4 separate regions of the Sus scrofa genome follow, and regions 1, 2 and 4 are each linked to region 3. Evidence: chromatin contacts called from public HiChIP or PLAC-seq data. All regions are on one chromosome and are shown on one strand. Each heading gives the region's core, a stretch centred on a gene start, on an enhancer-like site or on the middle of the called end of the contact. The rest is flanking DNA. Distances are from core to core; before and after follow the strand shown. Region 1 has its middle 350 kb from the start of RUNX1. Region 2 has its middle 450 kb from the start of SETD4. Region 3 overlaps RUNX1 (runt related transcription factor 1). Region 4 has its middle 360 kb from the start of SETD4.

Evidence for each region. HiChIP or PLAC-seq counts read pairs in DNA pulled down with a chosen protein or histone mark.
Region 1: a contact with region 3 is called in an H3K27ac HiChIP or PLAC-seq map of alveolar macrophages. The contact joins two enhancer-like sites. A contact is called at or near these places in 14 of 47 Hi-C or Micro-C datasets (alveolar macrophages, embryonic fibroblasts, epiblast stem cells and 8 more) and 2 of 2 datasets of contacts at active chromatin or transcription factors (alveolar macrophages and skeletal muscle).
Region 2: a contact with region 3 is called in an H3K27ac HiChIP or PLAC-seq map of alveolar macrophages. The contact joins two enhancer-like sites. A contact is called at or near these places in 3 of 47 Hi-C or Micro-C datasets (embryonic fibroblasts, fibroblasts and mesenchymal stem cells) and 2 of 2 datasets of contacts at active chromatin or transcription factors (alveolar macrophages and skeletal muscle).
Region 4: an H3K27ac HiChIP or PLAC-seq map of alveolar macrophages shows a contact between it and region 3. The contact joins two enhancer-like sites. A contact is called at or near these places in 1 of 47 Hi-C or Micro-C datasets (embryonic fibroblasts) and 1 of 2 datasets of contacts at active chromatin or transcription factors (alveolar macrophages).

Annotation. Positions count from the first base shown.
Region 1 is chr13:198,988,540-198,991,239 of Sscrofa11.1, forward strand. No RefSeq gene overlaps it. Among named protein-coding and RNA genes, the nearest start is that of RUNX1, 350 kb to the left of the region's middle. Within about 2 kb of position 1,367, at least 3 of the 83 cell types and tissues checked have an H3K27ac peak or open chromatin away from gene starts, as enhancers often do. A contact at or near this core is called in alveolar macrophages and subcutaneous adipose tissue, where this site is marked.
Region 2 is chr13:199,138,275-199,140,974 of Sscrofa11.1, forward strand. No RefSeq gene overlaps it. Among named protein-coding and RNA genes, the nearest start is that of SETD4, 450 kb to the right of the region's middle. Within about 2 kb of position 1,402, at least 3 of the 83 cell types and tissues checked have an H3K27ac peak or open chromatin away from gene starts, as enhancers often do. A contact at or near this core is called in alveolar macrophages, where this site is marked.
Region 3 is chr13:198,468,832-198,471,531 of Sscrofa11.1, forward strand. The region is part of intron 2 of RUNX1 (runt related transcription factor 1); the gene reads right to left. Among named protein-coding and RNA genes, the nearest start is that of RUNX1, 170 kb to the right of the region's middle. Within about 2 kb of position 1,315, at least 71 of the 83 cell types and tissues checked have an H3K27ac peak or open chromatin away from gene starts, as enhancers often do. A contact at or near this core is called in alveolar macrophages and subcutaneous adipose tissue, where this site is marked.
Region 4 is chr13:199,230,148-199,232,847 of Sscrofa11.1, forward strand. No RefSeq gene overlaps it. Among named protein-coding and RNA genes, the nearest start is that of SETD4, 360 kb to the right of the region's middle. Within about 2 kb of position 1,319, at least 4 of the 83 cell types and tissues checked have an H3K27ac peak or open chromatin away from gene starts, as enhancers often do. A contact at or near this core is called in alveolar macrophages, where this site is marked.

The DNA.
Region 1 (2,700 bases), core at 117-2,616, 520 kb after region 3:
TTCTTTTTTAGTCCACATCCTAAATATTTATTGTTTTGTGATCCAATAAACAAACACATGTTGATGCCACTGACCCAAGTGAGACTTAAATTATCCATTCACAGAATATTCCTAAAAGGACTTGTGCTTTTTCTAACTGATGTTAATTTTGTCTCCTTATTCTGCCTTTCTAAGGACACTGGGCCTTGAACTTGTACTCTTCCAATCTGCTGTCATGACTTTTTCCTTCCTTGTTCTTCCTTTATTATATATAAAGAAACTATATATATATATAGTAGATTTACAATATTGTGTTAGTTTCAGGTGTACAGCAAATTGATTCATAATATACATATATATATATGTGATATTTTTAAGATTATTTTACCTTATAGACTGTTATAGAATATTGAGTAGAGTTTCCTGTGCTACATGGTAGGTCCTTGTTGGTTATCTATTTTATATATAGTAATGTGTCTATTTATTCCCAAACTATGAATTTATCTCTCTGTCTCTCTCCCCTCTTCTAACTGTAAGTTTGTTTTTTATAAGTCAGACTCGAAGGCAAGTACTTTGTGATAGGTGGAGAAAGAGGAAAAGTGAGTAGAACAGAACAAGTTTCACCTAGCCCTGTAAAAGATGCTCATCTCCATTCATAGAAAAAAATGTTTCCTGTGGAAAACTTCAAAGCAAATTCCATAGAAGTGTTGAGCTGGTTCATAGCCATCTGAGAATGGACTGGATAATAACTTTAAAGGAATTGGTAAGGAAGAGAGTCACTTGATTAGAGGTTTATGTACTGTGAGAAAACTGTCTCTACAGGTATTGAGAGCAGAAAATAGGATGAAACTCCAGAAGCAAGGTTGTTCCTTGTGGCAAAAGGTGCTACTAGCAATCCAGACTGTCTCCAGTCCCACTCAGCTATAATTCCGAGGGACTCGTAAGGAGGTTTGGATTCAGTTTGACTTTTACTGAGATACTCAGATGGGTTCAAATTAAAAGCCCCTGTTCATGGCAATTTCTTGAATTAGAGATCTGAGTAAAGAAGTAGCCACCTGGGCTCTGACAACTTCTGAAACAGAGTTGCTTTCAGAAATATCTGAGGAAGTTCAGAAACATCTGGACCTTTGGCTATCCAGAGCATAAAGGGTGTGCATGGGCCACAAGCAAAGCCAGGAAGAGAAAAAAAGAAGAACCAAAAGAAATGGTTTAAGAATATGATACTTTTTTTTTTTTTTCAAAAGTGAGGTCACTCTGGGGAACATCAGCAAGTTGCCAACATCCTTATTCTCTCTCTGGGTTTCAGGCCTGTTTTTCCCTTGGATGACAAACAGCCCTAGAGGGGCCAAGAACCTCTCCTTGAGAAGGGACTTTAGACATTTTACAGGGCGTAAGCATAAGCAAACCCCCAGGACAAGTGACCTCAGAGCAGGGTGAGGAGAGCGAGGCATTAGCCTGAAGCATAACATTTAGGGAAGAACCAAAAAAAGGTAGGGACATGATAAGTAATATTTCAAATTTTAAAAGGTCAAAATCAATGCCAAAACTCAAGATGAACGAAATACCAAAACTTTAAATAAAAACATGCTCAGGGTCCCTGATTTTTCCTTTTGCCTCAGGTTCGAGCAGGGCTCAGCATAACACTGTTACTGATCTTATTGTTATTTAGATTTTTGATATCTTGTTCATTGGGATTTTTCTGTATTTTGAATTTTAAAAATATTGTATTAAAGTGATTGTTCATGATGATTAAGGTTTTTGTGTCCCCTTCAGTGATGTGGTTGAGGCCATGCCTCATTCACCCATCCTCATCCAGGTCCTGATCACAGGGAAATAGAAGCAAAGATGAGATTCAAAGAAACCGCATAAGTGTGACCAAGGCAGAGAAATCCCCAGAGACCATTTTATATTAGAGATATGGTAATCCCTGATTTGCAACAGCCACCAGGACATCTGTGACTGTTTCTAAAATCTTCCCATTTGGGTATCCCTAAATTAGCTATAAATCCTGACATTCTAATAATGCAGGAAAGCAAAGCAAAAACAAACAAACAAAAATTAGCAAAAACACATAGTTAGAACAACATTAGAGAGGATTCTAAGCCAGTATCTTAACTTCCTTTTCAAGAAAAAAAATTTTAATTTTGTAAAAATCGGGTCTCTCTGTCATCTCCCCAATTCCAAGATTCTAGTGCATCTGTGAATATTTTATTAGGTGCTTGACTTTTTGAAATCACAGAGAGGAACCCTCCTTGTATATCCTACCTTCTAATTAGCAGAGAATAATCATTTTAAATGGCCTAAAATTAGAATTGTTTTCACCTTTGTTTCTACATACTTAAAAAAAAAAAAAGGAAATACTCCATAAAGTGAGAAAAAAAAAAATTCTAGCCACAAGAAGATAAGGTTTAAGTAAAGAGGGTCTATAAATATTTTGGCTAATTTTTCTAGGGCTTGAAATCTTAACTCAAAACATTTTACCCAAGATTCAGCATTAATATACATAAATGTGTAAAATATATAAAAATTCTAAAGTTCCTAGTTGTTGAATTGTTTGAGACCAATGATCAAAACTGAGTGATGGTGATTTCTCTATGCATTTTCCCTGTGGTGTGTAGGAAAGACTGTTCTGCCACCTATTGGCCTTCTGCGTGAAATAGATTTGATCACACCTGGAAGCAAGGCTTTACCTGGACTTGGAAAAGGTATCGCTTCAGCAAA
Region 2 (2,700 bases), core at 152-2,651, 670 kb after region 3:
GTACTCATGACAAGGGGCCCTGACCTTGATCTTCTGTAGTAGAGGCACCAAGAGTTAGCCTAAGGATAAAGACCCATCTCTCCTTTAAGACAGCAGCAGACTCCAAAAACTAAAGTGTGAAAAGAAAAGTGGGTCCAAAGATGAGCACATCAACACTGTCACTGCCAAGAGCAATTGGTTGCACCTAAAAATAGTGCTGTTTTTAAGGAGAACTATTTCAAATATCTCTCTTTAAAAAAAAAAAAAATAGGCCCACATTACCAAACTTCATAAATTCCTATCTCCTAGAAAGACATTTCCACACTTAAAAAATAAATAAATAAAAGGTTCTGATCCATCTTTTATGTCCAAGACAGATTTCTTGACGCCACACATTCATAAATTCACTAACCATGCAGCTGTGGTTAGTCATATGGTTGCTTGGTTAAGTAACTGTGGTTTTCTTCTGATCCTTTGAAAAAAATACATTTTTAGCATATCTTCCATTTTTAAAATGTATTTTTTCATTCTTGCCATGCAAATCATTTGAAACGCTTCCCTAAAGATCTATATCAATAGTGTTGAAAGAAATGAATGCTTGGGAACAGGAAAAAACGTTAATGGAATAGACTTCCTGCTCTAAAGATTTGATGAATCCATGCTTCATTTAAAAAAGTTAACCCCTACTTGTCCACAGCTGCCAGGGGAGCATGGCTGGACATCAAGTGATCCCAGACTCCCTGTTAAAAAGCAGGTAATTGGTCTTATCACCAACAGCCACTGCATCTATAAGTCTATAGCATTATACTTGATTACTTGTGATATTTTTACTTACTCTCTCAAGTTTCACTTGTTCCCACAGCAGACAACCCCAAATACCTCTCAAGTAAACTATATTTTGCACTGCACAGCCCATGTGAAGAAATTCTCAGTTTGTTTATACTCTGATTTTCCAAAACTTAAAGTTGTAAAAAGTGTATTTGTTGCCTTTAGCACAGCGTAAATATTTTGCCTAAAAAATCTCAGTATAAACTTTCATCTATCTTTTGAGGCCTCAATTCACTTTTCCACCTCTGAGGATGCAGTGATGGAGTGTCCATCAACTCGAGACATTTAATTACTGTTTGCATGCCATGGTTCGCCTGTGGACTTGTTCCTCACAAAGCTGAAACCAGCATCTTTGAAACCAGGCACAAATAACAGACCAGCGACAGCAAAAGACTTTTCCACAGCATCAATAAAATCTCTGCAGCAGGCACAGGCAGCCAATGGTCAGAGAGTCCCAGGAGATCTTCCACACAGGATACGCATTTTGTTACAGAATTCCTCAATGCCTTTTTGCTGTCTCCCTAATGACCAGTTAAATGGGCTCCCTCGAGGATGCTTGAGTCAGCGCCAGCTTGAAAACTGCTGAGGAAACATCCTCTTTTACTGGAAATGATTTCCATCAAACTGCCATGTGCCATATTTAGACTCAACGCTTAGTAACACCCAGCAGAAGGGGCTATGTTTGCAGGGCAGGAGGCCCTGCACTGTGAGAAAAGAGCTTGCTTTTGTCTGGCCCAAGTGACCGCAGGGCAGTGAGCTGGTGAGTCTGTGGCAGGCTGTAGCCAGAGGGACAGAATTGCTTCTATCTGGAGCATCAGGCTCCCTTCTGCAGAGGCAGCTGCTTATTCCCATCCTGCTTGTCCCAGAGATACAAATGGGGTGGTAGTTATTTAAGTCTGTGCACATCTGCCTGGCAGCAAGAGATCAAAACCTAGCAATTCTGTTCACCTGAGCTCAGCAAGGGTATAGGGGGCAAATATCTCTTCTCCCCCATTTAAACTTAGATCATAGAATTTAAATCATAGAAAAATAATATTAAAATGTCTTAGTTATGGCATACAATTCTGCTAAACAGCTGAGTCACAAAATTTTTAAAACTTCTTTATGCACATGCATACATATAACGATATAAATGTTTAAGCATGATTATTCAGACATGGGATTTTTTTAAGTGAAATATCCTCCCATAATTTTGTCCTTGGCTTCTCTCCTTTCCCTTTTTTTCCTCCACCCCCCCATCATCCCACAGCCCCAGATTAACTTATACTAACAATATATCTTGCAACTTTCCATGTTTTTCCTTATGCTCATATAATGCTACACAAACATACAGACATATATGCATCCAGTTGGTCACTTCTGCTATTGTTTGATGTCTACAAAAAGAGGATCCTATCGCAAACACTTTTCTGCATTTTTTTTTCTCTCAATAAGAAATCAGGAAAATCCCTCCAAGTCAATCCCTATAGCTCTGACTCCAACTGTGTGTAGTATTCCAGGATACGCAGGTTCATCATTCTTTCAACTGTTCCCCTCTAAATAGACAAAATAAATAGTTCTTAAACTATGTCCTTCTCCCTCTCTCTCTCTTTTTTTTTTTTTAACATTTCTACTGGAAATCAGAACAGAGAATGCTTACCCAAATCCTAAATATATATTTCTTTAATAAAGTACAAGAAAAGTTGTCCCTTTTCCTCGTGTTCTCCCTAACACAGATGTTATCTTCTACTCAGTGCAGAAGACAATACTGTTTCAAAGTGTAGGTTTTGTTATTATTTAGCTACCATAAGGGAACAAATCAGGAGATGACTGCTGTGGAAAAGATGGTTTGTTACTCATAGTTCCAAGAGGAGAGGGCATGCCCTGTCATGTAGGGCCACACAGGGAAGCACC
Region 3 (2,700 bases), core at 65-2,564:
GTAAGTTCCAGTGGTTAATTGCCTGTCAGTTTTTTTTTCTTTTTCCAGATAAGTTTTGTCTAAAGTCAAACAACACAAAATACACAAGTGTCTTCCAAATACAGAGACACTTTTTATCATGCAAAACTAGCTTCCGTCCTCAAAGGCGAGAGCTGAGACTTCCAAAGGTCTTGCTTCTAATGTATGTGCACACATATATATAAATATATACATATGCTCTACTTCATAAAATATTTACAATACAATCTGTAGAGAATTTAAACACAACAGAAATCCATTAATGTTCGCTGCAGGGTTTTTGTTGTTTTTTAAGTAGCCTTGAAAATCAACTTCAGTAGTTGCAGAAGGGCTGTGCTAGAAGTACTTGTCATGTTCTCTCAATAAATTCTGGCAAAATGTTCAGTTCAGAAAATTATGCTTTTCAAAGAAAAGCTAATCTTAAAAAAAAAAAAAAATTCCAAGTCGATGACACTCAGGGTTCAGCTCTCCACATCTGAGAACTCGGGTTTGGGGATGTTGGTTAAGTTTGTGGCTGATCCTGTGGTTTGGTGGGAGTCGAGCAGAGGCCGAGTCACACGCACGCAGGCACGCACTCTTCGGAAGCCAGCCGCTGTCTACATCGACTCGTTGAGTCAGCCCCGACTTGGGCTGTAGCGAGGCAATCTTCCTCCAACGTAGCCCCAGCGCGGGCCAGTTAACTGCCTGGACGCGCTAATACCCACGATCACCGCGTAACCGCAGCAGGTGGAGAGGGCCCTGAGAGGAGGCTCCGCAGCGCAGATCGAAACAGACGGGGCGGCTCGAGTTACACAAGCACGCACACACTGCCACGCATTCCCAACTTCATCACTCGCCTCGAAGCACAGCGCACTTTCTCCAGCGGTTGTCAAAGAAAACAACCGGGGAAAAGTTCACAGCCAGGAAAGAAGTTGAACCATCCAGCCAAGAAACCAGTTCATTCAAAAGTAAGAAAGAAAGAAAGAAAGGGGGGAAAAAAATCGAAGCTCCAACGCGGGTCAAAAAGAAACAGCAAAGATTGATTTTCTTCTGGCGTCCCCAGGAGCCCCAAGAAGAGATGCCTGCCGGCGCAGGGCCGGGCAGCGTGGTGCCCTGGCTGGGTCCGGCCGCAGGGCGCCCGTCCCGCCTGCGCCCGCTGGCTCTATGAATGAGAGTGCCTGGAAATGAACGTGCTTTTACTGTAAGCCCGGCCCGAGGAATTCCATTCCCTCAGCTCGTTTGCATAGGGGCGGCCGCGGGCCAATCACAGGCCTTTCCGGTATCAGCCAGGGCGCGGCTCACGGCCGCGGGCTCCTGGAATTGGCCCGCGCGCCCCCGCTGCCGCCGCCGCGCGCTACTGTACGCAGCCAGGGTGGAGAGTCCACCGCCCCTCGCTCCCCGCGCGTATCTGCATCCACGCACACACACGCACACGCTCCCACGCTCGCCCGAGGCCCCGCCCCGGTGCGGACGGCGACCCTGCGGCTTTGCACACGCTCAGGGTTGCGCAGCTGCCAGATCTAGGGCTGTAGTGCGCGGCGGCGGCACTGGCGGCTGCGGTTCGGAGAGCGAGGTCGTGGAGAAAAGGAGGCCGGCCAGCCTAGGGAGGAATCGGGCCGCGCGCAGCGCCTGGAGCGACCCGGGCCGCAGATCTGCCGGAGGGAGGCGCTCCGCGAGCCATGGAGGGTGCGGGGCAGCGGCCGTCGCAAGCCTCCCAAAACCAGGCCGGAGCGCCCGGACGGCCCACGCCCTGCGCGGCAGCCCACTGCTGAGCCTTTACTTCCCCAACGTGGGTGGGATTCGGCCCCGAGGGGGCCAGGGAGCCGGAGGGCGGAAAGCCCAGCGGCCCAGCTCGGCGTGCCCCCACGGCCTGACTGGCAACTGCGGCGAATTGGAGCTGATTCATTTAGTGAGGCCAGGCGGTGTTGGTCTCCACAACATGGTTTTTGTGTTTTTTGAGTTTTATCTCTTGGTTTATTTGCTATAATTGGGCGTTTTTCGCCGCGGCTGGGCTGCGGCTTAATTACCCATTGCGCCGCACTCAGGCTGAGTGTGCTTAGCGGTCAGAAAAGACCCCCCAAAACAAGCAACCGAAAAGAAAGTTGAAAGCATCCGCTTGGCTCGCTCCCCGTTAACGGAGCGTCTGCTCCTTGGCTAGGCCCACGTCGCCCGCGCCCCGCACCCACCTCCCTCTCCCCGGAAACAGCCCCGGCTCCGCTCCCCGCCTCCGCCCGCGAGCTGCAGCGGGTGCTGAACCCACCCTGGCTTTGCGCGCTGGCGGGAACTTCCCCCGCTCCCGTCCCCCCGGCGCCACGGGCATTTTCGCAGAGCTTAGGGGGCCCCGCCCCCGCCCAGCCGCCGGGCTGCACCTTCCCCACAGAGCCCACCCCATCTCTCCCCCCGGGGGAGGGCGCTCACCCGCTCCCCCCTAGCACCGAGCCCTCCACGTCGACGTCCCTAGGCGGGGGTCCCTCCCTCCCTCCGCCTCTATCCCCTTGCCGGCCCGCGGCTGGGGTACTAGGGCGACGCCGCTGAGGACTCTCCTCGGGCTCCGCCGCTGGGGCCTGCAGGAGACCGGCGGCTGTAGCGGGCCATCCGAGGAGGCCTTTCCGGGCGCCGAAGTGACTTTCTTTGCTCCAGGCCCAGAGAGGCCGGGAGGGCTTCGCAGAGCGGCCTGGAGGCTCTGCGGGCTGCGGGCTCGGG
Region 4 (2,700 bases), core at 69-2,568, 760 kb after region 3:
TGAAGCATGGACACATACCACAACATGAATGAAACTTGAAACATTATGCTAAGTAAAAAAGCCAGACACAAAAGACCACATATTGTCTGATTTCACTTGTATGAAATGCCCCACGCAGGCGAATCCATAGACACAGAAAGCAGATTTGTGGGTTTCCAGAGGCTAGAGGGAGGGGGAGTGAGGAATGAAGGGTTTGTGGATACAGGACTTCCTTTTGGGGTGATGAAAATGTTTTGGGACTAGACAGGGGTGGTGGTTATACAGTGTTGTGCATGTACTTAGTGCCACAGAATTCTTCACTTTAAAATGATGATTTTTGGGAGTCTCTGCTTTGGCACAGTTAGTTAAGGGTTCAGCATAGCTACAGCTGTGGCCTAGGTTGCAGCTCCAGCTCACATTTGATCCCTGGACCAGAAATTTCCATATGCTGCGGGTGTAACCAAAAAAGGAAAAACATAAATAAGTCTATAAAATGGTTGATTTTTTGTTATAAGAGTTTCACCACAATTTAAAAATATGGGGATGTCCGTAGCTGATAATCCAGGAGGCTCCTGTGAACTTTCAGATGTAGTGGGAATAGGGTAGAGGTTTCCAACTAAAGAGCTTTCTCTGGAGTTCCCATTGTGGCACAGTGGAAACAAATCTAACCAGTATCCATGAGGATGTGGGTTCAATCCTGGCCTCACTCACTCAGTGGGTTGGGGATCCAGGGTTGCCATGAGCTGTAGTGTAGGTCATGGATGTGGTTCGGATCTGGCATTGCTGTGGCTGTGGTGTAAGTCACACCTGCAGCTCCGCTTTGACCCCTAACCTGAGAACTTCCATATGCCACAGGTGCAGCCCTAAAAAGCAAAAAAAAAAAAAAAAAAAAAGTTTTCTCTTTCTTTGGGAACACTACATCATAGCAATGAGTCTGCCTTGGTCCAGGACTGAGCCTGCCTCAGGTAAAATATCCTCCCTATGGCCTGCCTGGGAAGCCAAGGTTAGCTAGCAAGAGAGGAAGTAGAGTCAGCCTCAACCTTCCACTGGCATGCATCCATCCTCTGTGGAGAAAAAGAAATAATAAGTAGCTAATGCTGACTGGAATTATTATTGTTATCCTTATGCTGTGCTGACCTTTTCTATTCAGTGGCCTAAAATTAGATCGTGTGTTGTTTACTCAACTTTTGCTTGGGATTCTTTTTTAGGACATATTGATTTCCTACTGCTGTGGCAGCAGAATCAACCAAGACAAGACCTAGTGGTTACACACAGTCCACACTATGGTTTCAGCCTGGGACAGAGACCAGGACAGCAATGTTGGTTTCTGGTTACTGATGACACACATGTTTCCTCTTTTTTTTTCTCATGCCCCAGGCTAACTTGGGAAGCCTACACAGGCCCTCACCCAAGGGAGCCTGGTTGTTGAGGCTCCCGACCATAAAGTCTGGAAGTCTGAAGACCTGCATGCCTTATTTCCATTGGATCTTTGATAAGAAGGCTAGTCTTTCTCAGGGTAGGAAATTAACGTCGTAAGAGCAAAGGTTAAGAAAAGGACTAGATGGAAATGAGCTTTGAGTACGATAGTTTTGCTGTCTTCCTTTTTGATTTAAGAGAAAGTATGTTCAACTTTGTCTTTCTATGACAAAAATCACCAAAAGAGGGTCATATCTGTCAGGGTCCAGTCAAAACACAGAAGTCACTCTAGTTATTTTAACAAGGAAAATATAATACAAAGAAATGTTGACTATAAGAGATGCTTAACTCCTTTACTTTTTAAAAAGGCTAAAAAGGGGCCCCAACGAAGTCTTACCTCTAGGCTGAGGGAGAGATAAAAAGATCAAGGACTAGGAGAGAGCCCCCTTTTTCACCCCAAAGCTGAGACTCAGAGCTCATCAGAAGGGGCTTCGTTACTACAGGAACTTGCAACATGCTGGGGGCCAGGAAACTTTCTGGAAGGCAAAGGTCCGAGATGGTTTGGAGAAGCAGCGAGTCCCTGTAGGGGTATGTGTGGGGAGAGCTTGGGATGTGGCCACAGTGGAGAGAGCGTGAACTGAAGGCACAGCTGAGCTCAGCTGCATAGACCCCTGGGATACTGCAAAGAATGGGAATAGTAGAGTCCTAGAATTCAGAGTCAGAGCGTCTTCACCTTGCTCTGCCATTCTGGAACCCTCCAGTGACAAAGTCAACATTCAGCCAATGGGCAAAGGAGAAATGTTTACAGGGTCCAGCTCCAGTATCACAGATCACAGCAGAAAAGAGTAGATCTGGAGCCAAGAGACACTCTATTGAAACTCTGCATAGATAGGGACCCCCAGTCGAGATCTGGTCTCACTTCCAGTACAGGCAGACCCTCCACCTCAGTGAAGCCCCATCACAGCATCTCCTCCTTGGAGGGAGCACAGGCCATACGCTTCGCCAACTTCACTTGCCAGTACTTGGCAATATATCTAGGTGGGTCAAGGAACCTCATTAAAACTTTGAAATCAATGGCCGATAACTATTTTCACAGTGTCGCAGGTGGAGGAGAAAGGCAAAGAGGAGGACTTGTATAAACTTAGAAGTAACCAAAAATGGCCATATTTTTACCAAATTCAGCTACCTTTTTCCTCCTAGGCCCCTGCTAGACTCTGTTCCCAGCTTCCTGTTACAGTTAGGCTGAGGCCATGTGGCTGATGCCAGCCAATAGGATGTAAGCAAAAGTAACATATCCCACCTCCA